Regions from separate parts of the Mus musculus genome. Here all the other regions are linked to region 1. Evidence: chromatin contacts called from public Hi-C, HiChIP or PLAC-seq, Micro-C and promoter capture Hi-C data. All regions are on one chromosome and are shown on one strand. Each heading gives the region's core, a stretch centred on a gene start, on an enhancer-like site or on the middle of the called end of the contact. The rest is flanking DNA. Distances are from core to core; before and after follow the strand shown. Region 1 holds the start of Shisa2 (shisa family member 2). Region 2 overlaps Atp8a2 (ATPase, aminophospholipid transporter-like, class I, type 8A, member 2). Region 3 holds the start of Rcbtb1 (regulator of chromosome condensation (RCC1) and BTB (POZ) domain containing protein 1). Region 4 has its middle 33 kb from the start of Gm41164. Region 5 holds the start of 4930563I02Rik (RIKEN cDNA 4930563I02 gene). Region 6 overlaps Atp8a2 (ATPase, aminophospholipid transporter-like, class I, type 8A, member 2). Region 7 overlaps Atp8a2 (ATPase, aminophospholipid transporter-like, class I, type 8A, member 2).

Region 1 (3,383 bases), core at 176-2,675:
TACATACCCACCGCTCACACACGCATTGGCTCTGCACAACGCTGCTTATAGATCGTTGTATCATTTTTACTTGCTTGATTCCGTTCCAGTCCAACTGCTCTGTTAATTCAGAAACATTAGTCTGCTTGAGTTTGTGACCACACCCATCTGATCTCTGATGCTAATCAGGGTTGGGCCTAGTTAGTTTGTGGGTTGGAGACCACCCTGCTTGAGGGAAACGGTTCGAGGAGCCAAGGTGAATCCCCAGAACTCGATTCGGAATGTGCTTATGAAATGAATGCTTCTTCAATGTTGGAGTTTTGTTCATTTCTTAGCTTATAGGGGTTGATGTTTGGCGCATTTAAAATATGTCTTTTCAAGACTGGAGTGGAGCTCTGTGGTAAAGCATTTCCTTCCCAGGCCACGCTCTGGGGTTCCGTGCAAGGGTCCCTTAAATGACAAGAATAAGGTGTTTTGTTGGGCACAGGCACAGAAGGAAGAGTTTTCTCTGTGAATATTTTCTGGGATGAGTGGAAGGCTTAATTCTCAATGTTTTAGGTAAGGGTTGCACTAAGAGCCCTACAGTGGTTTAACTCAAAAATGTCTTTGCTATGGACAAAATTGCCTTGTATTCTTGTTACAGCCAGTTCTCCATTAGATACACAAAGAAACAGCCCGGAAACACGTGATGGTTCCTCCTTCAGGGGCTGGGTTTAGCATTCACATGGAATGACTCCAGCTGAGAAAGACGCAGTAGGTCCTTTAAAAATACTCATCGTTACTTTAATAGCATCAGCACCTGCTCAGCTGCTTCAAGAGTGAAGCTATTCGTTTCTTCTCAGAATGTCTGGCGTCTGAACCCTTGCCTTCTTCCTGGCTGCAGCTGTCTAAGCCAAGGAGGTCAAGTGTCACACGGAGGCACCTTTCTGCCGGACGCCAACAATCACCACACCAAATTAGGGAGGGGAAAAGAAAACTAATAAAATAATATAGTTAATTTAGTCAGTGACCCTATTGACTTTCTTGCTGACCTCTTTACTGTGCAGTGCCATGGCACCGGGAGGCCAGGCACCACAGCTCAGATAGGGTTTGTGTTCGTCCTGGGCCTGGAGGTTGAAAGCTGAGCAAGACAAGTCTATCTGAGTGATGACTGAGTCCTCTGTAACATGGAAAGTAAGAATTATTCTTTGGAGAGTTGTCAGAGTAACTCGGAATGTTGGACGTCGAAGATCCGCACTAAACTTACTTCTGCTATCCTTGTTTTAACTGGCTTCCAAGGCGTGGCTGACTTAAAACGTGTTTTCCCACTTGTCTGTTCTGTTCACCCGCACCGCTGCCTGGCCACTGCCACACCTTTGGTGAAGGAAAGTGAAGGGCTACGAGTGTCCCCTGGCGGAGGGAAAGCCCTCTCGGCACGCATGCGCGCAGGGGAGCCTCCAGCCCCTCTTTAAGTGAGGAGCGCGGTGCGCAGCCGGGCAGTCGGAGCTGGCTCGCAGCCTTGCCAGGCGAGCGTGGGGTGTCCGCGCGCTCCTCTGCTCCCATAGCCCGAGGGACTGAAACTTCCGTGGGCGGCTCCCACCGGAGCGCACTGCCGGGGGCGCACCAGCGACAGGGAGAAAGGAGACCAGACGCGGGCTGCAGTAGGAGCCGGGGAGGGCAGCCCGCTGGCCCGGCGCCCAACAGCAGCCGCGCGGCCGCCGCCAGCCGGGCGGGCTCCGGGACTGCAGGGGAGGTGCGGGCACTCGCAGCGTCCCGAGCGGTGGCCGGAGCCATGAGGACCGAGCACAGAGTGGCGGAGGCAGAGCGCAGCCGGCCGCTGCTGCACTTGCCGCCGGGAGCACTGCGCGCACTGCCCGCCTCCTTCGCTGCTTCTCGCAGGGGAAGTGAATAGAGGGGGAAAGCAGCCACCAGCTCCGGACTCTGATGCTGAAACGCTCCAGCCGCGGCCTGGCTCCTGGTCGGCAGCGAGGCGTCCCCTCGAGGATGCCCAAAGAAGGTCGGATCACAAGCCAAGCTTTCAGAAACGTTTCTTCTGTGATGCCCCTGTGAAGGCCGAACCTAGCAGGGACGTGGTCACTCGCAAGGAGGGATGACTTAGACCCTGGCTCTGCAGCCTGGGCTTCGCCTCAGAGGGGAGTGTTCCTCACGGAAAGCCCCAGGGATCGCCGAACCATAACTTCTTGGGGGAGATCTGTGACCTCTAGAGACATCACCGGTGCCCAGGGCAGTGCCATGTGGGGCGGACGCTGCTCACCTTCCACCTCTTCCAGGCACCGCGCGTCGCTGCTGCAGCTGCTGCTGGCCGCGCTGCTGGCGGCGGGGGCGCGGGCCAGCGGCGAGTACTGCCACGGCTGGCTGGACGCGCAGGGCGTCTGGCGCATCGGCTTCCAGTGCCCCGAGCGCTTCGACGGCGGCGACGCCACCATCTGCTGCGGCAGCTGCGCGCTGCGCTACTGCTGCTCCAGCGCCGAGGCGCGCCTAGACCAGGGCGGCTGCGACAACGACCGCCAGCAGGGCGTAGGGGAGCCTGGCCGGACAGACCGAGAAGGCCCAGACAGCTCGGCAGGTAGGCGAGCAGCAGCCAGGTGCAAAGAGGGAGCGGGAGGGCGGTTGCTTTGCCTGGGCAAGAAGGACCAGGAAGCCTGGAGATTTTAGGAAAGGGCCGGGGAGCAGAAACCTGAGTTTTTTGTTTTTGTTTGGGGGTTGTTTTTGTTTTTGTTTTGTTTTGTTTCCCCTACTCATTAACTTTGTATGAAGTGGGGCAAAAAACCTCGAGAAAAAACACGTTGCTTCTGTTCATGGTCCGTGCCTTCCTTTCCCTTCGTCCCATTTCCACTGGGCTTAATCTTGGGAATAGTCAAGAAAATGACAAGGGTGCACCCCTCTGGAGAAGGCTTGTCCAGGGTTCTCCTCCAAGGGTCCTCAGACGGAGGGCAGTTCTGGGGGACAGCAGACGACTTCCCGTGGGTGACGCACCTTTTCACATCTCAGGGATCCCTTCTCTCCCGCAGGAGCCAGTGCACAGCTCCCTGTGACCACCTAGGCCTCTGGGAATCTGGATTGGCCTCCTTAGGCTGACTTGATAGACGTGCCACTGGAACGGAGCCCAACTTTGCTCATTGAGACTTTTGACTATTTCTTAATAGACAAAGCCAGATTTTGAAAGTAAGCCTGTCAAATAATTTAGTAGATGGCATTTCCTTAAGGAGAGGCTGCCAAATTGAGTCTCTCTCTGTGCGTGTGTGTGTGTGTGTGTGTGTGTGTGTGTGTGTGTGTGTGTGTGTGTGTGAATGAGTGCTACAGGCACATACATAGGTTTGGAGCTGCCTGCGCTTTGGCACAGGTGGTTTCTGCTTTATAGAGCAGTCTCCAGCCCAGCAGCTCTTTGCAGTGCAGTTAAGCGT
Region 2 (3,582 bases), core at 163-2,662, 260 kb after region 1:
TCCCAGACTCATGGTACTTCCGACCCATAACTTTCTAAAGTCCCTGTTGGCCCCCTGCAGAACCCAATCGCTTTCTCTGCTGGGGTGAGCAGCCTGGGTGGGCCTCCTGGTCGGCTCATCCCAGTTCAATGCATCCTTTGAATGCTCCCTGTGAGCATCTTGGTGCAACATTTCTTTTGCTTGCACAGACTCTGCATTCTCCGTTATTTCTCCTCCCACCTGTATCAGGATGAGTTTTCCAAGCCATACCTCATTTTGTCATTTCCTGTCTATATTTTGATCTCCTTAAGGTATAATTATAATATTTCTGCCCTTACTGATTCTTGAACTCTCCCCCAAGAATAGGAAATCATCTGCCAACCTCATCAGTGGGAAGTTTATCCCTCCTTAAGTGAAGTGTGATGCATTGCACAAACCCCACAGCGTTGAGCCCCAAGGGGCTCCTGCCTTTTATGTTTCGTTTTATTTGCTGTCTCTCCACTGTTTTCCATCTGTGACTCATCTTCAAGCCAAGGTGACTTTATCTTCCAATACAACAGCCTGGGATTTTGCTGTTAAGAAAAGAAAATACCTCAACCTATATTTCCCAGTGCCATGCTCAAATCCTTTCCACCGATCGATTCAGTGATTCAAGGAAAAAAACCCACAGGCTCTCGTTTGAGCCCTCTCTGATCCATACTGCTCTTGTTCCGGTATATCGGGTGGCATCGGCTGTATTTGTTATATATCTTTATTCTCTGGTATGACTAGTTAATAGTAAAAAATGAACTTCTTCCTTGCAAACAAGAGCCTCGGGTCTTTAAGCCTCATTCATGATAAATTATAGAGGTTGGGTAGGATGTGGTGAGTAAGTGGAATATTTTCCTGGCACTCTCTTGCATCCCCACGTTGACTTGGAACCCATGAAGGCTGTGCTACCCAGGGCCAATGTTGCAGCCTGTGTGCCTTGTGACCTATGTCTCACGGGAATCATGCAGATACCCAAGGAAAACCCGTTTTTTCCCCCTCCTCAGATGAATGTGGCCACTCTCTTTCCTGCAGCAGCAGTTCAAGAGGAAAGAGCCCTTGCTGCCGCACTTTGCAAACTCCAGTTCTTCCCAACAAGGTAGGGAGAATTTACTTCTGCCAAGTCCACTTTCCAGCGCTATCTTCAGACACTGGGAGCCGTATGGGGCTCACGTTCCTTTTTACAAAGCAAATCCATATTCTGATACCCTGTGGTGCACAGCTGGGGCACATACGGGCTTATCTTGCCACCTCATTAGGAGGAACAAACAAGTAGAAATCTTGTAGTACATCCAAAAAGTTGTCAGCCGGAAATAAACTCTGGCAAGGATCCAGGTGGCATGTGCCCGGATCCCAGCCATTTCGACTGCAGTTCTAGCATATGTAAATTGAGAAGCTGCTAGCAGAAGCAAGCCAGCTGAAAACTGAAGTGTTTAGGGTACACAGACACATCTGTGGGCCCTTCAAATCCAGGCCCCTTCCGTCCCTTCACCACAAATCCCTTCCTACTTCTTACTTCGCATCTTCCCCACCCCCACCCCGACTCCCCCACTACATACTTTTATCATCTGCTACTGGCTAAATTCACGTGTCCAAGCCACAGTGGTAGACCTCAGAATGAGAGTACAGGATGTAACAAAATTCCTGAGCCCTACAACCTTCTTAAAGATTAAACTTCAGCAAATACTAGCAGAAGGGGATAGAAAGAGAGGGAAGGCAGAGGCTGAGTAACCAACCAAAGCAGGGGACAGATGGCATTACGACCTATAATTAGTGTCTGTGAAATCCCTGGAATCTTGGGATTCAAACCTACTCCACCACTCTCTGTGGAGATACTTTGAACTCTTTGTGTGTGTGTGTGTGTGTGTGTGTGTGTTTGTGTGTGTGCGCGCGCACACATGTGTGCACATGCGCCAGAGGGAGGCACCAAGCTACAACCCAGGAAGTCTGAGTAGAAGGTGATAGCACCAATTAACACACCAATAGCACCTCAAGCATAAGGTGCAAACAAGGGAGTGTGAGATTTGGTGGAGGCTTGCAATTTAGACTTGTCAAGAGTCTGTTTTCGACTATTTAAACTTTGATGCCTTCTTTACTTGCAGGGAGTAAACTGAATATTAGTTTAGGTATTTATTTCTGAAGGACAACATACATGAAGCATTATCTAGATTTCTGTCTTCATCTCTTCTTTACTTTCTAGTCAGTCTTCAAACTTCTGCTCCTGGCATTCCACTAAAACTCCCCTCCTGTCAGTCAAATCCAAGGGTGACCCCCCCCCACTTCGCCCCTTGTCAAATTGAAATTAGTTTCACTAAGCTAATTTCTCCCTACCACTCTGTGTTCATTCACAACTGCTGGGCCTGGTCTCCTGGATCTCTGTTCACACATTCACATGGCATTTGCTCAGCCATTTTATGATAAACTGTGGCCTGTCTTTTGGCAGTCATCCAGACCATGGTCAAATCTAGTCCACCATCCATATTTATAAATAACTTCATAAAGTTTTATTGGCACACAGACTCATGCACACACTTTCCATGGCTACTTCTCCACAGTAACATAAAAAATGGAGGCTGCATAGACAGGAAGCCCAAACTATCTATTAACCAACCCTTTGTAGAACAAGCTGGCCAGCTCTTGGTGCAGACACGCCTCTTAAGTTACAATTGACTTTGTGCTTCCAGGTAATCGTACTGGCTTCACGGCTCACAGGCTGCTCCAAATCAACATGAAAATGTTATAAATAACATCTTGTCCTCATGTCACAAGAACCTCACCCAAGGACAGCAGCTCCATTCCAGACACAGAAATTTGTGACTTCTCTAAGCAGACATTTATCAAGTGAGGACATAGCTGATCTTGGTAAGTCTCTCCAAGGCCCCACCACTCTGCCTCTCCCTGCCATATTTTCTCCCTTGGGATCCATCCTCCTCCTGCATCAGTTGTGATTCTAACACAAAAACTTCCAGCATGGAATTGTTCACCAGTGTCCTCTAAGATACGGCTCTCAGCTCTTCAGCTGTATCCAAAATGGCATGTTACTTGACATCCAGTACTATTGCAAGCCAGAAAGCTGCACAGGGATTCCTTAAGTTGAAGATTTCAAAATGAGGTCCTGGACCTGCTAACTCTGATATTTTTGGGGTTGTGTTTGTGTGCATATCAATCCCCTTTCCATAAGTGTGTCCCAACTATCAGGTGGAAGATTTCCCTGTTCCCTTCTGTAAGGCATAGGCCTCTGCCCTCTGTCAGAAGCTATCCTAGCGCATCATGATTGGGTGACAATCTGTCTCTTCTACTAGCCTCTGAGCTCCCAGAGGAAGCACACTGGAAGCATTGAAGTGCAGCAGACACTCAAGGCACGGATGACTTGTGAACGACAGTGCCCTTCGAACATCAGTGGTGGAGACACAAGCCCACACCACTGAGGGTTCTAGCTTCAGCTCACTACTCACTGTAACTCACCAGAGAAAGGGAAGAAGGAACAACTCCATCCAAGCATTTGCTCATGGCCTTAGAGATGGCCTTTCTGAGTATTGCAGCAGAGAGTCCAGTTCTCAGCTGGACCCGAGGCTG
Region 3 (3,796 bases), core at 815-3,314, 420 kb before region 1:
CCCACCATATTTTGAATTTGTTATAGTTGTATATAATGGATGTCGGTGGCTTCTGAAGTTGCATCTCCAAGGGCTCCTAAGGAAGATTAAATGGGGCTACAGTGGATAGAATTACAGCTGAGAGGTAAAAAACAAGATCTAGATCACAAGGATGTGTGGGGAAGGTGGATGTTTTCAATGTTTACAGAGGTTAATATTTCACTGCGAATGAAATCTGCCTGCATCTACATTTGCTTGTACACACACACACACACACACACACACACACACACACACACATAGTCTGCATGCATCTACATTTGCATGTGCTGTCTCTCCCTCTCTCTCTCTCTCTCTCTCTCTCTCTCTCTCTCACACACACACACACACACACACACACACACACACACACACAGTCTGTCTCACCAGAGAGACAGAGAGAGACAAAAGAGAGACCAGACAGAGACACACAGAAAGATTATCATTTAAGAATCCTACAAAACATCTGGGATAGAAGTAAGGTGGTGTTCTAAGGACAGATACACTCAGACCTTATAGTTCATTGGTATTCTAACCTTCTTACTAGAAAATATTTCCATAAAAAAGGAATACTGTCTCTCTGTAGGCAACCTTCAGCACAAACATTAATTGTACTCTATTTGCAGCTGCAAAACGCTTCAGAAAGACTCTGTGGTAAGGGACTCCTTTCTTCCCTATGTTCCCATAATTTTCCATTTCTATCCTCCCTCAAGTCTACCAAATTTCCATATTTTTGGTGTTGCTCTTCCATTGGCTGATAGTGAGAGTCTAGTCAGTTCTCAGTTATTGTAGTAAGACCATATAGCCCTGTTATGAAGAGTTCATAATATGTGAGATCAGGTAACAATAGATACTTAATCTCTTAGATGCAGAGTAATACATTTACCTGCATTGTGAATTTTCTGTTTTGAGTATGTAGTATTATAACTAGAGGAGTAGTTGTAGCTGAGGCTGTCTCAATGAACTTTTACAACAACTGAAGATGTTAAGTCTGCAAGAAGAATAGATGGTGTCTGACCTCAATTTTGAAAGATGAGAGACCGATGAATATTTTGGGAAATGTTAGGAAAAAAAAAAAAAAAACCAGAGCCAGAGTCATTAAACTGGTAAAAACAGATTTTACCCAGGGACTAGTACAACAGAAAGAAACATTAGGGTATAAAATAGGGCTCAATTTCTATATTGCAATAATTTCTAAGTAAAATCTGTTTTTAACCTCTTCCTCCTGTTTTTTCTTTGAGAAAGGAAATGGTGATTCTGAACATTTGAGATCAAGGCAAAAGAATGAACAAACCCTGAGAGGCCTACAGCAATTTAAGGTATATATATATATATTTAAAAATGTAATCCACCGAAAGTACTCAAGAGAAACAAGAATTCTCTATAGGGGGGAAGCACGTTGTAGTTACTATGTGCTGACAGAAAGGTTTTTGGACCGCATCTGCTTAGTGGTAAACAGAAAACAAAGGGGATTTGTATTTACCGCTGGGACCTGAAAAGGGAAAGGTGAGTCTAAACAAGATAGCTTGAATGTTGGGGTGCCAAGTGTAGACTTTGGTCTCTAGTGCCAAATGGGAGAGCCTAGGGCGGTAGGGGACTTTACAACTGATAAGCTTCTTCTGATAGACGCACAAAGCACAAAGCACAAAGCGGCCGCTCCCTTCCGGACCTCAGTTGTACCCGCTTAACACAAGAAAAGTTCTGGGCAGAGAGAGAGCTTTCAGCAGCCTTGCCTCTGCCCTCCTGACCTAGGCGTCCTGGCCTTCCTCGGACCGGGCAGAGACACGTGTCCTGAAGACCAGCGGCCTGGGATGGGCGGAGCGGGAGGAAGGCCACGCTCTGCTGCCATCCTGGGACGCCTTCGCCTTCCGGTCCTCGCGGGAGCCACTACGGCGCCCCTGCGCTGCGCCAGCAGCCCGGTCTACAACCAAACCCGAGCGGGAACCTGAGCAGACAGAGGGCGCGCGCTGCGCGGGGCGCTCCGGTGTCACGTGACGCGACCCGCCCACGTGACCGGCGGCCCGGGCGCTTGTGCTCGCTCCCGGTTTTGGGGGGGAGGAGCCGGCTACGGCTAAGGCGGCGGCGGCGCAGCGGAGTCAGGGCCTGGCCGGGCGGCCTGACAGGTAGAGCGCTGCAGGGCGGCGGTGCGGGCGAGCGAGCAGGCGAGCCGGACAGGGCCTTGTTCGGCCGCTGGCTGCTGAGTCCGCGCCCTCCCGAGGGCCGTGCGCACCAGGCGCGTTCGCGACTCCCCGGCGACGCGCACCCCGCACCGGGCACCCGCGGATTCCGTCTTGCGGGCGCTTCCCCCAGGTGTGCGGCGAGCCGAGTACGTGGCGTTGCCCGCGGCCTGCCTCTGAGGAGCTGCGCTGTCCGCCCTGCGGGGGAGGAACCCGGAGCACGCAGGTTAGCGGTGGGAGGCTGACTGCTGCAGAGCGCCGAAGCCGAGGGTTGCAGTTTTATAAGACAATACAGCTTGCTTTTAGAAACATTCATAGTCTCCCTCGCCTCTGCCCCGTTACTGCTACGAGGATTAAAGCTCGTGGTGGGCAAAACAATCGGAGTTTCTGAGACTGGCGTGCGCTGTAGCGGGCGTAGCATCAAAAGCAAGAAATGCTGGCAGGCATGAGATGATGCTTACGGGACCCTTACGGGAGTTTAGAGTGTCTTTTAAATTTTGACTTCAATTTAAATCACAACAGGATTTAGGTTCTCTTCTTCTGTGGCCTGGGTTTTACTCCATTGTGTGAATACCAGTACTTCGGGGCGGGTTTTTTTTTTTTTTTTTCCTTTCCCCCTCTTTGTGCCTATTGAAGAGGAAGTGATGCGTTAATCTTTGAAGTGTTTCTTCTGTGATTTTTAAGTCTTATGATCCGAAGTGTTAAGTTCTACGAATCTCAGAACATATACAGGAAACCAAAGCTATGAAGCTCGTAGCTTAAATTTTGTGTTCTAAGGTTTTAAACTGAGTGCCTGTGTGTACCAGAAAGTGAGAAGTCTGGGGTCTTTATCCGAGAGTCATGCAATTGAATTGCTCTTTCTGCATTTGGTACTTAAAAGGAAGCATATGAAACAAAGGTTGGGCCTTCATGCGTTTACAGGCCTGACAAGACATTGAAATACATTTTCTTTCTTAACTAGGATCTATAGTTAAAAAATTTTAAGACAGTACATTACCTTATATGTATCCAGAGATGTGATAAAAACTGCTGGACTTTAACTAGAATAGATTTCCTAACATGTCAGTTAATTAATCTACTATGTAATTTGGCTCACAATATAGACGAAAAATTTCAAGTTTTCAAGTATATCTAGGCCACAATATACGGTTTATAAGAAGTCTACAGATCGAGTTCCAGGACCATCAGAGCTACACAGAGAAATCCTGTCTTGATAACAAGCAAAACATTTACAAGCTAAGAGTGAAGAAAAATTTAGAAAATATAAATAAATATAAAGAAGAATGTACATAATCTGTAATTTTACACCTAGAGAAAACATCTTATATTTTAGAGTGTGAGTTCTATATACTTTGGAAATTTGAGGAGTTCCAGAGTTTCCACAGTAAGATTTCAGATTGTAAGAAAAAGCCACTAGCAAAAGTTTGGGCACTGAAGCTACCAAAATCTGCTTGATTCTAGAATTTAGATACTGAATATCAGTTCAAATAACTAGGCTACTGTTGTATTCTGGGAGTAGTAGATAGACTTTATCACACTCACGTACTGGAGTTCATTTGAGAAGGTCTTTTCTGAAACCTCTGAAGATGTTAGGAAAGTCT
Region 4 (3,372 bases), core at 305-2,804, 500 kb after region 1:
GAGGTGCTGGAAGAGGAGGAGAAAGAGAGTAGGAAGAGAAGAAAAAGGAGTCTACTTAGCTACTCCCAAAAGGAACTTAAGCAAGATCCTGCCTCTCTGAGACCCGTTCCGTAACAAATGCCTGCACACACTTGTTTCATGCCCAGAGCATCCTACGGCAGCCCTCAGAGTCACTGCAGGCTCTTCGCTTGCTCACTTGTTTGGCTTCTGCTGTGCTGAGATGGAAGCCAGTGTCTTGTGCATGCAAGGCAAGTTCCCTGCCGCTGAGTTACTTGTTCAGCCTCCAGTGATTATTTGTTTGTTTGCTCTGCTGTTTCCAGTTCCATGCATGTAAGGTGTAGTATTGCTTGTGTAATTTTTAAGTTGCCACATAGTTAATTTATTTTTAGAAGAATGGGGGAATTCTAAAGATTCTTAGCCAGTAACATTGCTTGTAGCATACCCATGAGGGCCTGCATCCATGTGCAAAATCCCCAGCTTCCCTGGACTAAAATGTTGGGCAAGGTGGCCCATGATTGGAATCCCAGTGCTGAAGAGGTGGAGGCAGGAGGCAAAGTCTACTTGGTGAATTGTAAGCCTGTCTCAAAGAGCAAGGGCGCAGCCCCTAAGTATTAAACTTTAGCCTCTATATGCACATGCGAATACACATATGTGTACACAGGGGAAGGGGGAGTTCTTTGTCAATCCAGCATATACTACACTTCATGGTAAGATCATAAGTCCAGGAAATTGAATCTAAAGTTTGTAAATGGAAGAAAAACATAATCAAAACCAGTAGTTATCCCCATGGATATGCTTTTGTAGAGGATACGTACAGAATTTTTGTAGCTGTGCCATTTTAAATCCTAAGTTACACGTGTCCTTTCGATCCCCAGCTTCCTGAGAGAAGGTGGCACTTTCAGGTCGTTGTGGAGTTACACCTGCCCTGGCACCCACTCCCACCACAGTGCCTTCCCCAAGTACTTCCTGAGGCTTCATGGGACTGTGTTTATTACAACATAACTCTTTATAGATTAAACATTAGACCCACTTTAGTTATTACCCCAAATTTTATGTTTGTAAGATCTCATCTACAAGCACATCCCTTTTGCTATGTGACAATCCTGGAGATGTGACATTGATATAGAAATACTATTCAACACAATATCCAGGGAGACAGAAACCCCTTATTCAGCCCCTGTCCCAGCCACAGGCCCTCTGGGTTTGCTCAGCTCACTGTTTCTGATCACATGTGGTCCAGCTGTACGACCTGCTTGCCTATATCAAAGCTCTTTTTCTTCAAATGATTTTTTTCCCAAGACAGTGTTTCTCTTTGTAGCCCTGGCTGTCCTGGAACTCACTCTGTAGACTAGGCTGGCCTCAAACTCAGAAATCCACCTGCCCCTGCCTCCCAAGTGCTGGGATTAAAGGCATGCGCCACCACTGCTCGGCTCTTCAAATGATTTTGACATGTGGAAAGGAATAAACTCAAAAGTGAACTCTATACAGTCCCCCACTCAGATTTCAAAATGATGCCCCAAACTGTATCTTCCAGGATACGCATGTGACTGTGTTTATCTAGAAACCTTCAGTTGAGCCTAGGATGCGGTGAACCACAAAGACCAGCTAACATGACGTAAGTGCACATGCCTTCTAGAATTATGCAGTCTGTCTCAGTTCCTTGCTCCATTCAAGATCATCTTTATTGATTGTTAGAAAATGCAGAGTTCCAGGACCTATGCAGGGCACGTGTCCCTGGCACCTTATCCCAGGATGTTCCTGCCAGATTACAGCTCGCTCCATGCTCCATTTCCTACCATCCCATCTTCTAGTTCTAATCCAACATGCTTCCTAAATAAGAGAGGTTTGAACTAAGTACCTTATAGTTGATGGCTAACTAAGCCCCTGGCTGCTGCTGGCTCTCAAGCACTGCCATCTGCTTGTCTGTGACATGACAGATTTTAAAGTTTTTCATTTTAAGTGTGTGTGTGTGTGTGTGTGTGTGTGTGTGTGTGTGTGTGCACATATACACATGCTTGTGCTATGGCACATGTAGAGGTTAGAGGATTACTGGGGCTTCAGGCTTGACAGCAGACACATTTCCGGACTGAGCCATCTCGCCAGCCCTCTATCTGTTAAAATCCCAGCACTTTTGTCACCCAGCACACAGCCTGAGTGATGAGGGAGGTACACTGAGCATTACTGCAACCTCTGGCTCCTGGTTTGTGATCTGCTCCCTGCTTTACCTCCTGTTCCTTCCCTCTGTGACAGAACACACACAGCCAAAGGACCCTGGAAAACTGAGCAGCACACGAGACATAAGGCCACACATGCAGCTGACTTAGTAGGTGCCAAGTATAACATATTTTGTTTCTACTTTTAAAGGCCCTGTAAGGAAACATTGTCAACTCTGAGCTCCCACAGCAGGTAGAGCAGAAAACCTAGACTGTAGAGGAAGTCTGCCTTCAGGTCCTCAACCCCACTGCTCTCTCATGGAGCAGAGATAAAGCAGGGCTAAAATCAACAGCCAGGATAAAGCACTTCAGCTGTTGTTACGCAGTGCCTCCCACAATGATAATGCGAAGGTAGGAACACTGTGCACTGCATATACAGAGGATGCTTCATGGTCCTCAAGACAGCATCTAAGCTAGCAGACAGGGTTCACGCTGTGCTACTCCCAAATGCAGCATCCTAACCTTGAGAAACCAGAGAAGCAAGGAAGGTCATTCTGACCTCTCCTGCCCCTTTCCCTCCTAGCAGGAAGACCCTCGTGAGAGAGACGCCCTTTCGCCAGCCAGAAGAAAAGAAACTCCCAAGGAATCTAAGCAGACAGCCCTGGCTAATTCAGCAAATCCATTACCATCAGCAAACTCATCTCAGCATCCTTTCCTGTCAGCCACACTTCTCCATGACCACACTCATCTCGTCCAAATGTAAAACACACGAGTTTATCCATCTTTATTTCTGAAGGCTCCTGTGTCCTGGACAGGTGTATGCTTCTCTCTTGTTGGTCTGTCTTTTGTGGTGGGGGACCTTAGCTGTGACCCTAGTGAAGAGCGAGCCAAGGAGACTCTTTGCTCCCCTACACTAGGCAATCAAACTTTTCTCCATGTTTAAAATCAAGACATCTGGAGCGAAGTGATCGGAGCTCTGAGGAGATGTTAACAAGAATGCAGGTCCCTGGGGACAAATGCCCAAAGTCTCTGCATGACTGATAACAGTGGGGGCATGAAATTTGGAACAGTCATGTGTCCTAGCCAGGATGTGGGAGCCTTTCCAACATGAGCACATGAAAGCTCCCACCTGCAGTCCCACCGTTGGTTCCGGTGCACTTGCCCACCCCTCAACCAGAGGTTCACTGTACAGAGAACCTCTCCATCAGAGGGTATTTCC
Region 5 (3,692 bases), core at 196-2,695, 460 kb after region 1:
AATGCTACCCTCCATTCATATTTCTGCTGACTCTGGGCAAGACTTCCTAGCAAATGAGAAGACCCTTAGCAAATGCAGTGGATCACTGGGAAATAAATGTGAGTCCCTGTAGCCTGTGAGACTCACATTCATTCCCTTATAAAGCACTTCCCCACAGATGTTCTGCAAACTACTCAAGAGAGCTGTGACAAAGAGAACCATCATTGAGGTTTCAGGGAGACTATGGAGATTCTTGGAAGGCAGTAAGGGGTGAGAGGACACCTTCACTTTTATCGGTGGCATTAGAAGAACTTCCATAAGGCCCACAGATTGGCTGGGCACAGCTCTGCATAGGAGAAGGCAGCATCTGTGTTCACATGGCCCACTGGGCGCTGGGTGTGGACCTCTGGGCTCAAAGTGGGTGCAGGAGGCAGAGATGCAAAGTGCTGGGGAAAGCAAGTGAACTGAGGGCCGCCCGGGTGATGGAAAAGCCATCCCGTGAATGTGAGCATTGAGCTTCACCCGGCTGCCTGTTCTCCTACCTGATCCGGTTGTCGCAGAATTTGTTGAGATGAGATTGGTTGAGGTAAATTATGCGGGCCGGTGCCTCTAGCTGGTCTCCAACAGACGTGGCCCGGGACATCTCATCCTCTGCCTTCTTGTAGCCCGCAGAAGAACGAACGGGTCCTGCAGAATCGAGGCGCGGGGAAAACAAAACACAAAGAAATCAGCCTCCAGGCCCGAGGCTGCGAGCAGGCTGCAAGCGGGGACCAGCCGCGAAGGATGCTCTGGAGAGACTGGGGCCGCCTATGCACCTAGCCTGCCCCTGGAGACTAGACCGTAGCCACAGCCGCCGCCGCAGCGGCAGGCCCCGCCCCACTCAGCCCCGCCCTGAACCTGTGAGGCCCCACCCCTTTGGGACTCGAGACGCCCCACCCCGACCTGTAAATAGGCTCCACCTCCTGGGCCCCGCCCCGCCGTGGACCTGTGAGGCCCCGCCCCTCCCCCCCCACCCCCCCTCCCCAAGCCTCATCCCAACCTGGATTCGTGGCGAAGGTTCCCAGGCTTCTCTAGCTCTGGATTTACCAGAGACCTCACGCTGCCCTGGACCTTCAGGAGGCCGGGTGGACCCAAGGTAACCCCATCTTGCCCGACCCCAGTGCTCCTGGGAGTCTGGCAGCCCAGAGCGAGATGGGGATGGAGCTGGCTGCACGGGTAGCTTGTGGTACCCGCGCTTGCCAGGTTGGCCCAGGGGCAATGGCAGGAGGGCTGCTTTAGTCTGCCTGAGATTGGAGAGGAGGCTAAGGGAGTCAGTAGCAAAGCCAGAAGACCTCCACTTAGCCGAGGCCACGCCTTGTCCTTGCACTCGGAACCTGGTTTTTCTAGAATCCTTTGACAATGTTTAGTCACAATGAGACAAACAACCCTAGCGAGATACCACAAGTGAAGTCATCACTGCTGAAAGTACTTCCACTGTGAAATCAGTCCCGCACCAGGTGGACAGAGCTTGTCTCCCACTGCGATCCTGCACGAGCTCTTCTGCTGGTGTCCATAAATAAGCCAGATCACCTCAAAAGAGCAACTTCATCTCCAGCTCTGGTCCAGCATGTGAGCTCCCAGTTCCTTCTTAAGTAGTTCCTGTGGCTCCTACACAAGCTTCCCTGCCTCCCAGTTCTATAAAACTGACAGCAAGCTTTATTTAGAAGCCTTTGAGCGGGCTTAACTCCCCAGCAGTTTTCTTAGGTGTATGCAGAAGTATATACTACACTGTGTGCTCACGTGTGTACACACACACACACACACAGAGAGAGAGAGAGAGAAGCTCAACCCAGCATCCCCTCTGGGAAAAGGCAGCCCACCTTGAGAAGTAACCTTTAGGGAGAATCAAAGCTCTGCAAGTGGAACCTTGTTTTCCTTAACTATTCATCCAACTAACGCTTCATCTTCTCTATCAAAAAGGTGTATACTACACACCATTTGCAAAACTTGAATCTTACGGGAGTCAACTCCCATTTGCTAGCTACAGATATATCTGTTTGCTGACATGAAGAAAATCTGGAAAACTACACTTGTGTTTCAATCATCTTAACTTGACTACAAGGATTGTAATCCCCAGCAGGAGAAAGCAGAATCTGAGAGGCGAACTGAGTATCTCAAGTGGACATACTATGCAGACCAGTGAAGAAGTAGTAAGCCTGGAGTCGGCCAGCATCCAGACCACACACCGGGGCCATGGTAACAAGCCAGATACAGTCCTTTTCTCTCCTCCTTCTTTTTTTTTAATACCTTTTATTAGGTATTTTCCTCATTTGCATTTCCAATGCTATCCCAAAAGTCCCCCATACCTTCCCACCCACTCCCCTACCCACCCACTCCCACTTTTTGGCCCTGGTGTTCCCCTGTACTGGGGCATATAAAGTTTGCAAGTCCAATGGGCCTCTCTTTCCAGTGATGGCTGACTAGGCCATCTTTTGATACATATGCAGCTAGAGACACGAGCTCTGGGGGGGGGGGTACTGGTTAGTTCATAATGTTGTTCTACCTATAGGGTTGCAGATCCCTTTAGCTCCTTGGGTACTTTCTCTAGCTCCTCCATTGGGGGCCCTGTGATCCATCCAATAGCTGACTGTGAGCATCCACTTCTGTGTTTGCTAGGCCCCGGCATAGTCTCACAAGAGACAGCTATATCTGGGTCCTTTCAGTAAAATCTTGCTAGTATATGCAATGGTGTCAGTGTTTGGAAGCTGATCATGGGATGGAACCCTGGATATGTCTGCTCCTTCTTCAATGAGTGCACCACACCCAGGCTATCTCTTACTATAGGAGCAACCCCTCACCTCTTCCACCTTCACCCCCTACTTTCTAGTGTCTACCCTAGCCAGGAGACAATGCCAAGTCCTCCCATTAAAGAGAAAGGGCAGCAGGAAGCCATGTCTACTTCCATATTGGCTACCCCATCAGCTCTGCTTCCTGGGTTTTAATCTAGGAAGACTGGGCTTTGTCTCATTTATTTTCTTTCAGTAGGCTAGGAATAGAGCCCCGGGCCTTTCAGTACCCCTCCACTAAACCATATTTCCAACCCAGTCTACATTTTAATGCACCTCCTACTTTTGGACAAATGGAGATACGTTTGTGAATAGCCTGTATAAAAGAATAGGGTTTTTTTTTTTTCCTCTCTGCCACTTGACGAGTTTCGTTTTCCACCTCAGCATTCACTGCCATCACCTGACACTATTTGTGATGTTTCCCCATATCCAACAGCCCAAGTTCCAGGACACCAGAGATCTGTTTTGTCTACAACAGTTACCTGAACTAGAATCCCAGAGCCCCACAGCCTGGCACATGATGGGAACCCATGAAGGATGTCTTCGGGTTTCCCAGGTAGAGCTATAGTGACCAGCACGGAGGACCAAAGATCTACCATTAGCTAGGATCAAACAGTCTGTTGACAGAACTGCACTAACATACTGGCTCTCCACTCCTCTAAGCTCTGTGTCCATGAAATCCATATCACCAAGGGAACTCCCTCTATTTACTACTTTGTGAACCACATCCTCCCCGATTCTGCGCCGCACTGCTTTGTAAGGGATACTCATAAACAGCCACACCTGAACAATCAGTTGTTAGATGCTTGTTTAGGAGATGTCTCTTGTCCTCAATCAAGTAGTTTAAGGAATCAAGTGGCAATCCAGAGCATTACAGCAGCCTGGCAG
Region 6 (3,493 bases), core at 554-3,053, 340 kb after region 1:
GTAGACCCAGCTTGCCGGCTAGCTGCCTCTCCACTGCCTTCTGGGTATCTGCCACCCATCAGCCCCAGCCCCGTACTGTTTTCGAACTGGGTGTTTTCCACCAAGTGATGGGTTGCATCCTCTTCTCAGGTCTTCTGTTACAGAATTTATCATGGGGATTTCTGATCCATTAAGATTCCATGTGAATTTTAGAGTTACAAAGAAGTTTCAAGAAGGTGACTTGTTTTGCTCTAAGGAAGAAAACTCAAGCATGCCATTCTAGCAAAGAGTGAGTGGACAATGGGTTGTCTTATTCCATTTAACTTAAGGGAGAAAGAAACAGACTTCAGAGACGACGTTTTACAAATTCTAACATTTACAAGAGTCAAAGTCTTTCAAAGTAATGGGCTTGACAAGAAAGACTTTGAGCTCCTTGCTCACGGTATCCTACTAAGAACAACTGGGGTCCATTCAGTAGAGTTTGATAGAAGTAAAATGGGGGAAGAGGCTAACAGCAAATTCGAGAGAGTAACGAGGCTCTCCGTAATTCAATTCTTGGTATAATAGCATGCTTATTAGAAATGGAAGGTCACTCTCCCCTGAATTTCCCCAAAGGCACAGCTGCCAAACCGACTTCTGAGCTAGTCTCTGCAGCACCGTTAATTCGCTAATGCAATAAGCTGGCAAGCAGAGGCTGCCTGTTTGCAAAGGGTATGAGATACCTGGGCTGAGGGTCCTCGCATGCTTGCTAGGAAAGTGACCTAGGGAAGTAAAAGCTAAGGTTGCTCTTTCCCGGAACATACCTTCCTGATAAAGGCCTAAAATGCTTCTCTATTCCTTTGGGGGAAAGCTGACTGGGCTGGACTTGCTTCCACGACCTCGAGTTAGCAGCAAGGCAGTCTGCTTCCAGAGGTGCAGAGAGGCCTTATCACGGGATAAATCAGAGATTTGCTCTCAGAGCAATGCTGGCCACAGCACACGGCGCTCTTGCAGGTTCTTCTCTGCTTGGGCACTGTTGAAAAGCACCTGGCAGGGAAGTTGGCCTTGAAAGCCGGACTTGGCAGCGAAGTGTAATTAAATGAAACTTGATAGCAGGATGCTTGTTGATTTTAACTAGTCTAAAGTTCCAGACTTGGGCAGCAGGCTGAAACCTGCTGTGATTGTAATCAGTGCAATCGATAGCTTCTAGAAAGAAAATTTTCTAAGTGGGTCTCAAGGCACCCTCATCTTCTATCTGTAAGGCTAATCAAACTGTGTCAGCAAATCTCTCTGGTGTGACTTACCAGCATTCCTGGACACTAAAGACCATCAATGCGCACAGCCTTTTAAGGGACACTGCTTACTAAATGCCTTTTACTCACATACACTAGCACGTTTTCACCAGAAACCTCCCTTTAAAAGTTTTTACTCTCTATGGGACATCTTTCTGGAACCTTACATTTTCACACGCACCAAGAAGCGTGCAAACAGATAACATCACCACCCTCTCCCACGGGTCACTGGGCGTCAACTTAGCAAAAGCAGGACAGATTCATCTGCTCACTGCAGTGAGGCAGCCAACAGGCTCCGGGGCACTCTGGGTGGTCAGAGCAGAGAATTGTGTGGAACCAGCCACAGGTTTGGGCTTGTGGGATTTTGTTCTCAATTTGGAGGTGTCTAAAGCAAATGATACTATCTAGAAGAGCGAATACGACAGGGAGACTGATCCATTGTTCTGATTAATGTTAATGGTTCGGCTTGATAAGTGGAGCACCTCTGGAGTGCCTTGAGGATGTTTCCACAAATGACTGACTAAGGGGAAAGCTCCACCCTAAATGTGGGCAGTGCCAGAGTAAATGGGAAGGGTAAGTGGGCAGCCAGATCTTACAGACATTCTTTGTTCCCTGGCTGCCATGGGGTAAGCATTTTCTCCCACCAGGCATTTCTCCTCTAATGCACTTGTGCCTTGCCTACAGACCTAAGCACAACACAGTCAGGCCATTTCATGAACTGAAAGCCAGACCAGAGTAAATATTCCTTCTAAGAATTGCTTTGTGTATTTTGTCACTGTGACTACATAAAGTCTTGCTAAAACACTACCGAAGAGTAAAGGAAGCAGCCACCAACTTGGATGGCAAAGGGAGCTGCCTGGCCCTTTCTGCGGTTTGGACATAGGTAATCCTAGATGAACATCTGCCTGCTAATTATTTTATCCTTGTTTTCCAAGTAATATAACTTAGGGGATTTTAGAGACAAAAGTGAGTGCTGGTCTGCTGAGATAATCATTCTGTAATTCAATCAGCTGTGACTCACTGACGCACCGGTTTGCACATCTAGACGAGTGGGCTTGGGACCAAGTGGCCTGACATATCCCACTCTCAATTAGATCCCCAACGCTTCACTGAGTTCAAGGCTGCCATTCAGGAAACCACGGTGCTATCAATTACACGGACTAAACAGAAAAAAAAAAAAAAAAAAAAAAAAAAAGGTGCGTCGCTACCATCTGACCAGTGAAAGAGATAAAGCAATCCACAGGCAGCTCAGACACTGCACAGAACAGCAATGGGTGCTTCTGGGCCTGGATCTATCAACAGCTCACTCTCACAAGTAAATGTGAGCTACCCTGTGTGCTAACTCACTCAGTAGGTGTGCCCCCAAATAACAAAAGTGGACACAGTAGATTCTACAGAAAAATGTGAGTGTAACTACCTGACAGTCTGTCTTCCACATATCATATGCTACAGGATATAAATTGCTCTAGGGAGAACTAACTGAATAGAGGAAATATCTTCTTGTCATGGCACAGCTTGCAAGCTAGAGTGCCCTTCATGAACTCAAAGCCAGACCAGAGTAAGTATTCCTCCTACGAATTGCTTTATGCATTTTGTCACTGCGACTACATAAAGCTATGATTTATTTGGCTCCTTCTTAACTTAAGTGTTAGTAAGTTTATGGAAGGCACATGTCTTTAAAATTGTAAATTTCTGGCTTTAGGAGTAAGAGATGCCCCCATGCAGTGTGGTGTGCTCATTAAGCCCTGCCCACTTGGTCCTCTACCATCCTCACAACCTGCTAGAAGCTCACTGCGGATCCTATTTTATAAGGCAGTAAAAAGGCACAGCATCTCAGCACTGTGTCCCAGGTCATACAGCATGGGGTCACTTTGAGACGCAGAAATGGAACCCAGCCTGTGAGATCTTTCCTTTGTTGAAAAGCTTAAAAATAAGACCCCATGAGAAAGAAGAGCCTGTATTCCAACGTATATTGCAATCAGGTGACATCTGGTCAGCAGCCCATGAACTTTCAACTCCTGGTAATTTTCCAAAAGTATTTCTTTTGTGGAAATTAAGTTTAGGGCTCTGTGTGATGCTCTGAGATAATACATGTTGTGGAATGACTAAGGCAGGTTAATACATGCAACCAGATCCCTCATATATTTATTTTTCTGTGTTTTAAGACCATTTCAAAACTATTCTTGTCAATTTCCCAATAGATACTACATTGCTATTAAACATGGTCTTTATACTTTACGATA
Region 7 (3,371 bases), core at 192-2,691, 300 kb after region 1:
GCCAAGAAGTTGGAGTGAGTGGGTAGGGGAGCAGGGCAGAGGGTATAGGGTATAGGGGAATTTTGGGATAGCATTTGAAATGTAAATGAAGAAAATATCTAATAAAAAAAGAAAGAAAAAGAAAATAGAAACAGTATGCATTTCATTCACCCTTAGCTCTATCATTCTGAGTGGCAAACAAGCACCTTAGAAGCAACTTTATTTATCTATGGAGCAACCTGACCTTTAGCAATTGGGTGGACAGAAGAAGAAAAGCTTTCCCTCTTCGCCAAGACAGGGCAATTCTGCCAGGCATCTACTCATGCAGGACAGGAAACTCTCCTGAGACCACAACACTGAAGGCACGTGATCTGGTCCTGTTGCTACCTCAGACCGCAGTCTAGCTCAGTGCCTTCTATCCCAGGCAGGGGGTGCCCACGGGTAGGCTTTGTCATGAAAAGGAAAAAGCTGATGGTTTAAGTTCCCTGAGACACAGAGATCATAGTTTTCAGAAGAGGTCATAGCATAGAGACATGGGGGGGGGGGGGGATTAGGGAGGCCAGCTTTCCTGTTTAGGCTGTTTCGAGACTATGCATGAGGATAGACTATACACCAATAGCCATTTGTCATCACAGGTAGAGACCTCAGCTTTGGCTGCAGAATGCCTATCAGCCTGGGTGGGGGTGGGGGTGGGGGTGGGGGAGGGGGCGTGCTTTGGGGCCAGAATTAGGAGGATGTTTTCAAAATAAGAATGAGCAGTGGGAAGTTAAAGGACGGAAGGGCGATACTATGGACCGAACATGTCCCCAAAGTTCATGTGGAAACTTCATCTCAATATGGCAGTATTGAAAAGTGAGACTTAATAAGGGTCATCAGGTCACTGTCCCCAGAATGAATTGACAGAAGTATTGCCAGGGTGGATTTTTTTTTTTAAGCAGCTGTCTCCTTCACTCTTGCTCTTCTAATAAGGAAGACAGAGCAGGAAGACTGTGCAGGCTACTTTTGCAACTTGATACATTTGGATACAGAGACTCTCAGTTGAGAAAACTGATTGGCCCCTGCCAGGTGGGCCTGTGATTAAGCCTGTGGGGTCTTCCCTTCATTGATGATTGTGTGACCACAGAGCTCACTGCCAGCTGTGCCACCTGTGGGCTGGTAGTCCTGGATGCTGTAAGAAAGCAGGCTGAACAAGCTACGAGGCACTCCCCATGCCTTCTGCTTCAGTTTCTGCCTCCAGGTTCCTGCTCTGAATTCCTGTCCTGACTTCTCTTGATGATGCAGTGTGACATGAGAGCTGTAAGCGGAAGGAACCCCATTCCTCCTCAAGTTGCATTTGGTCCTGGTGTTTTATCACAGCAATAGAAATGCTAACTAAGACAAAGACCTTTGCCAGATGTGGCCCTTAAACCAGAACTTCCCAGCCCATGCAACAATGAGTCAAATACATTTCTTTTGTTCACAAACCACTCAGCCTGGATATTCTGCTACAGAGCAGAAATCAGACTAAGCCACGGTGCCTGGGCAAGCTAAGATTCTTGGAGGTGCACGCAAGCAAAAGAAAGACCTGAAAAGGTTCCGGGATTTCCACAGCAACAGAGGCCCTGGAACAGAGGGGGCACTCACATCCACTCTTTCTGAGAGTCTCTTCCCAAGTCTTAACTATAAAAGGTGTTGCCCGAATACTTCCAAATTACTAAACCAAAGCCCTGTTAGCAAGCAGAGCTTCAGGGAGTCCCTGTGATGGGGTTAGTGTGAGGTAATAAATAAACCTAAGCATGCTTGAGTTCTCTCCCCTCCCCTCCCCTCCCCTTCCCTCCCTCTCCTTCCCATCTCTTCTCTCCCCTCCCCTCTCTTGTCTCTGTGATGGTTTGTATATCCTTGGATCAGGGAGTGGCACCATTTGAAGGTGTGGCCTTGTTGGAATAGGTGTGACCTGGTTGGAATGGGTGTGTCACTGTGGGTGTGGGTATAAGATCCTCACCCTAGTTGCCTGGAAGTCAGTCTTCCACTAGCAGCCTTTGGATGAAGACGTAGAACTCTCAGCTCTACCTGGGCCATGCCTGCCTGGATACTGACATGCACCCACCTTGATGATAATGGACTGAACCTCTGAATCTGTAAGCCAGCCCCAATTAAATGTTGTTTTATTAAGACTTGCCGTAGTCATGGTGTCTGTTCACAGCAGTAAAACCCTAACTAATACATCCTCTCTCCTCCTCCCCCTCTCTTTTCCTTCTCCTTTTTCCTCCTCCCCATCATATGCAGGACACAGCAAGATGAGAACCATTTGTAAACCAACATCTTATCTTGATCTTGACTTCCAAGCCCGCAGAGCCGTGAAGAAAATGCCTGTTCTAGCCTCAGGGCTCTTGGTGGGTTTGCTTTAGTAGGAGAGACAGACTAAACCACAAGGTAGCTGCTGAGGTGGTGAGTATTGTATCAGGTTCCTGTCACCATAGACACTTGGATGAAACAACCACAGCACCGCAAGACCACAGTGACTGGAAGAGCGATACTGGTGCCATGTTTAAGGTTTGGAAGAGACCTTATGGGAGAGCATGAAGAACTCAGCTACACATGCCTGCACAGCGCATGGGAGAAAGTCATAGTATTGGTCTGTTCTGTGATGTAAACACAGCATACCTTAGTCTATAATTAACATACATGCATTGGCTACTGGTGATAGAGGCTCGAAGTCTCAGATGAGGAAGACAGAATTTGTTAACAAGCCTCCACGCTGTGACATTTCATGGCAGAAGGGCAGTTATGGGACAGAGTCGGGGAAGGGATAGAGACAGAGACAGACAGACAGATAGAGAGAGAACTCAAAGCCTTAAGTTCTTTACCTGGCATTAGCCCATTCACAATTACCTATCACTGGGTACCACCTTCCAACAATATTACTGAATTTCCAACACATGACCTTGAAGGGGCACATTCACACAGCATCAGCCTCTGACACAGTGAGAAGCCAGGACAATACTCGTACAGCAGGACACATATAAAAGTGAATGGCAGCATCCTACGGCTGTCTTAACATCAAACTGCACATCCACTGTGGATGCCCTCTCAACTTGTAAAGAGAACCAAACATTACTAAGACGCTTCTGGTTTTAAATTCTACTGATCATGAATTTTCTCACATAGATTTCAGTGCACACGTCGTGCCTTTCTCTCAAGCAATCAGTCATGTTAGTTCCGTAAAACAGTTCTGCGACCTAAACTTATTTTAATCAACTAATCAATACCTACCCAATCAGAGTAACTACCATTCTACAGAGGTAATAAAAATACAACCCAGACAGACACACTTTATGTAACTTGCTCTTGTGAATCTGACAGTGCAACCGAGATGACACCTTACAAAAACATGGTATATACAAAAGTGAAAA

Evidence for each region. Promoter capture Hi-C pulls out the DNA fragments that hold promoters and counts their contacts. A called contact is a pair of places that touch in the nucleus more often than the background predicts. HiChIP or PLAC-seq counts read pairs in DNA pulled down with a chosen protein or histone mark.
Region 2: a Hi-C map of myocytes shows a contact between it and region 1, with 3 times the contacts expected there. The contact joins the enhancer-like site here to the promoter of Shisa2 in region 1. A contact is called at or near these places in 10 of 39 promoter capture datasets (the 3T3-L1 cell line, 3T3-L1-derived adipocytes, the C10 cell line and 7 more), 4 of 484 Hi-C or Micro-C datasets (cumulus cells, myocytes, nephron progenitors and 1 more), 14 of 115 datasets of contacts at active chromatin or transcription factors (astrocytes, craniofacial prominence, embryonic basal ganglia and 7 more) and 4 of 9 other capture datasets (adipose tissue, embryonic stem cells, liver and 1 more).
Region 3: a contact with region 1 is called in a Micro-C map of embryonic stem cells, with 5 times the contacts expected there. The contact joins the promoter of Rcbtb1 here to the promoter of Shisa2 in region 1. A contact is called at or near these places in 2 of 39 promoter capture datasets (the C10 cell line and hematopoietic stem and progenitor cells), 1 of 484 Hi-C or Micro-C datasets (embryonic stem cells) and 1 of 9 other capture datasets (adipose tissue).
Region 4: a promoter capture Hi-C map of hematopoietic stem and progenitor cells shows a contact between it and region 1, with 2.6 times the contacts expected there. The contact joins the enhancer-like site here to the promoter of Shisa2 in region 1. A contact is called at or near these places in 18 of 39 promoter capture datasets (the 3T3-L1 cell line, 3T3-L1-derived adipocytes, the C10 cell line and 12 more), 1 of 484 Hi-C or Micro-C datasets (embryonic stem cells), 3 of 115 datasets of contacts at active chromatin or transcription factors (embryonic forebrain, large pre-B cells and stem cell-derived neural progenitor cells) and 2 of 9 other capture datasets (embryonic stem cells and liver).
Region 5: a contact with region 1 is called in an H3K4me3 HiChIP or PLAC-seq map of forebrain, with 4 times the contacts expected there. The contact joins the promoter of 4930563I02Rik here to the promoter of Shisa2 in region 1. A contact is called at or near these places in 10 of 39 promoter capture datasets (the C10 cell line, the HPC-7 cell line, cranial neural crest and 5 more), 4 of 484 Hi-C or Micro-C datasets (cortical neurons and embryonic stem cells), 5 of 115 datasets of contacts at active chromatin or transcription factors (astrocytes, embryonic limb bud, embryonic stem cells and 2 more) and 2 of 9 other capture datasets (embryonic stem cells and pancreatic islet).
Region 6: a contact with region 1 is called in a promoter capture Hi-C map of the HPC-7 cell line. The contact joins the enhancer-like site here to the promoter of Shisa2 in region 1. A contact is called at or near these places in 17 of 39 promoter capture datasets (the 3T3-L1 cell line, 3T3-L1-derived adipocytes, the C10 cell line and 10 more), 1 of 15 datasets of contacts at CTCF or cohesin (large pre-B cells), 8 of 484 Hi-C or Micro-C datasets (B cells, bone marrow-derived macrophages, differentiating embryonic stem cells and 3 more), 11 of 115 datasets of contacts at active chromatin or transcription factors (craniofacial prominence, embryonic basal ganglia, embryonic forebrain and 7 more) and 3 of 9 other capture datasets (adipose tissue, liver and pancreatic islet).
Region 7: a contact with region 1 is called in an H3K27ac HiChIP or PLAC-seq map of embryonic stem cells, with 6 times the contacts expected there. The contact joins the enhancer-like site here to the promoter of Shisa2 in region 1. A contact is called at or near these places in 18 of 39 promoter capture datasets (the 3T3-L1 cell line, 3T3-L1-derived adipocytes, the C10 cell line and 12 more), 1 of 15 datasets of contacts at CTCF or cohesin (large pre-B cells), 22 of 484 Hi-C or Micro-C datasets (CD4 T cells, the CH12 cell line, the F1.1 cell line and 16 more), 17 of 115 datasets of contacts at active chromatin or transcription factors (craniofacial prominence, embryonic basal ganglia, embryonic forebrain and 8 more) and 5 of 9 other capture datasets (adipose tissue, embryonic stem cells, liver and 2 more).

What each region holds. Positions count from the first base shown.
Region 1 is chr14:59,623,856-59,627,238 of GRCm38.p6, forward strand. Shisa2 (shisa family member 2) reads left to right here and starts at 1,426. Exons shown (of 2, transcript NM_145463.5): 1 at 1,426-2,545. The coding sequence starts at 2,212.
Region 2 is chr14:59,886,314-59,889,895 of GRCm38.p6, forward strand. All of the region lies in intron 24 of Atp8a2 (ATPase, aminophospholipid transporter-like, class I, type 8A, member 2), which reads right to left. Among named protein-coding and RNA genes, the nearest start is that of Atp8a2, 200 kb to the right of the region's middle. Within about 2 kb of position 1,413, at least 28 of the 459 cell types and tissues checked have an H3K27ac peak or open chromatin away from gene starts, as enhancers often do. A contact at or near this core is called in myocytes, where this site is marked.
Region 3 is chr14:59,199,164-59,202,959 of GRCm38.p6, forward strand. Rcbtb1 (regulator of chromosome condensation (RCC1) and BTB (POZ) domain containing protein 1) reads left to right here and starts at 2,065. Exons shown (of 12, transcript NM_027764.2): 1 at 2,065-2,421.
Region 4 is chr14:60,128,132-60,131,503 of GRCm38.p6, forward strand. No RefSeq gene overlaps it. Among named protein-coding and RNA genes, the nearest start is that of Gm41164, 33 kb to the right of the region's middle. Within about 2 kb of position 1,555, at least 61 of the 459 cell types and tissues checked have an H3K27ac peak or open chromatin away from gene starts, as enhancers often do. A contact at or near this core is called in the HPC-7 cell line and hematopoietic stem and progenitor cells, where this site is marked.
Region 5 is chr14:60,086,061-60,089,752 of GRCm38.p6, forward strand. It overlaps 4930563I02Rik (RIKEN cDNA 4930563I02 gene), which reads left to right and starts at 1,446. Exons shown (of 3, transcript NR_166718.1): 1 at 1,446-2,214. It overlaps Atp8a2 (ATPase, aminophospholipid transporter-like, class I, type 8A, member 2), which reads right to left and starts at 854. Exons shown (of 36, transcript NM_015803.3): 1 at 522-854. The coding sequence starts at 622.
Region 6 is chr14:59,958,893-59,962,385 of GRCm38.p6, forward strand. The region is part of intron 23 of Atp8a2 (ATPase, aminophospholipid transporter-like, class I, type 8A, member 2); the gene reads right to left. Among named protein-coding and RNA genes, the nearest start is that of Atp8a2, 130 kb to the right of the region's middle. Within about 2 kb of position 1,804, at least 11 of the 459 cell types and tissues checked have an H3K27ac peak or open chromatin away from gene starts, as enhancers often do. A contact at or near this core is called in the HPC-7 cell line and nephron progenitors, where this site is marked.
Region 7 is chr14:59,927,615-59,930,985 of GRCm38.p6, forward strand. All of the region lies in intron 23 of Atp8a2 (ATPase, aminophospholipid transporter-like, class I, type 8A, member 2), which reads right to left. Among named protein-coding and RNA genes, the nearest start is that of Atp8a2, 160 kb to the right of the region's middle. Within about 2 kb of position 1,442, at least 7 of the 459 cell types and tissues checked have an H3K27ac peak or open chromatin away from gene starts, as enhancers often do. A contact at or near this core is called in embryonic stem cells, where this site is marked.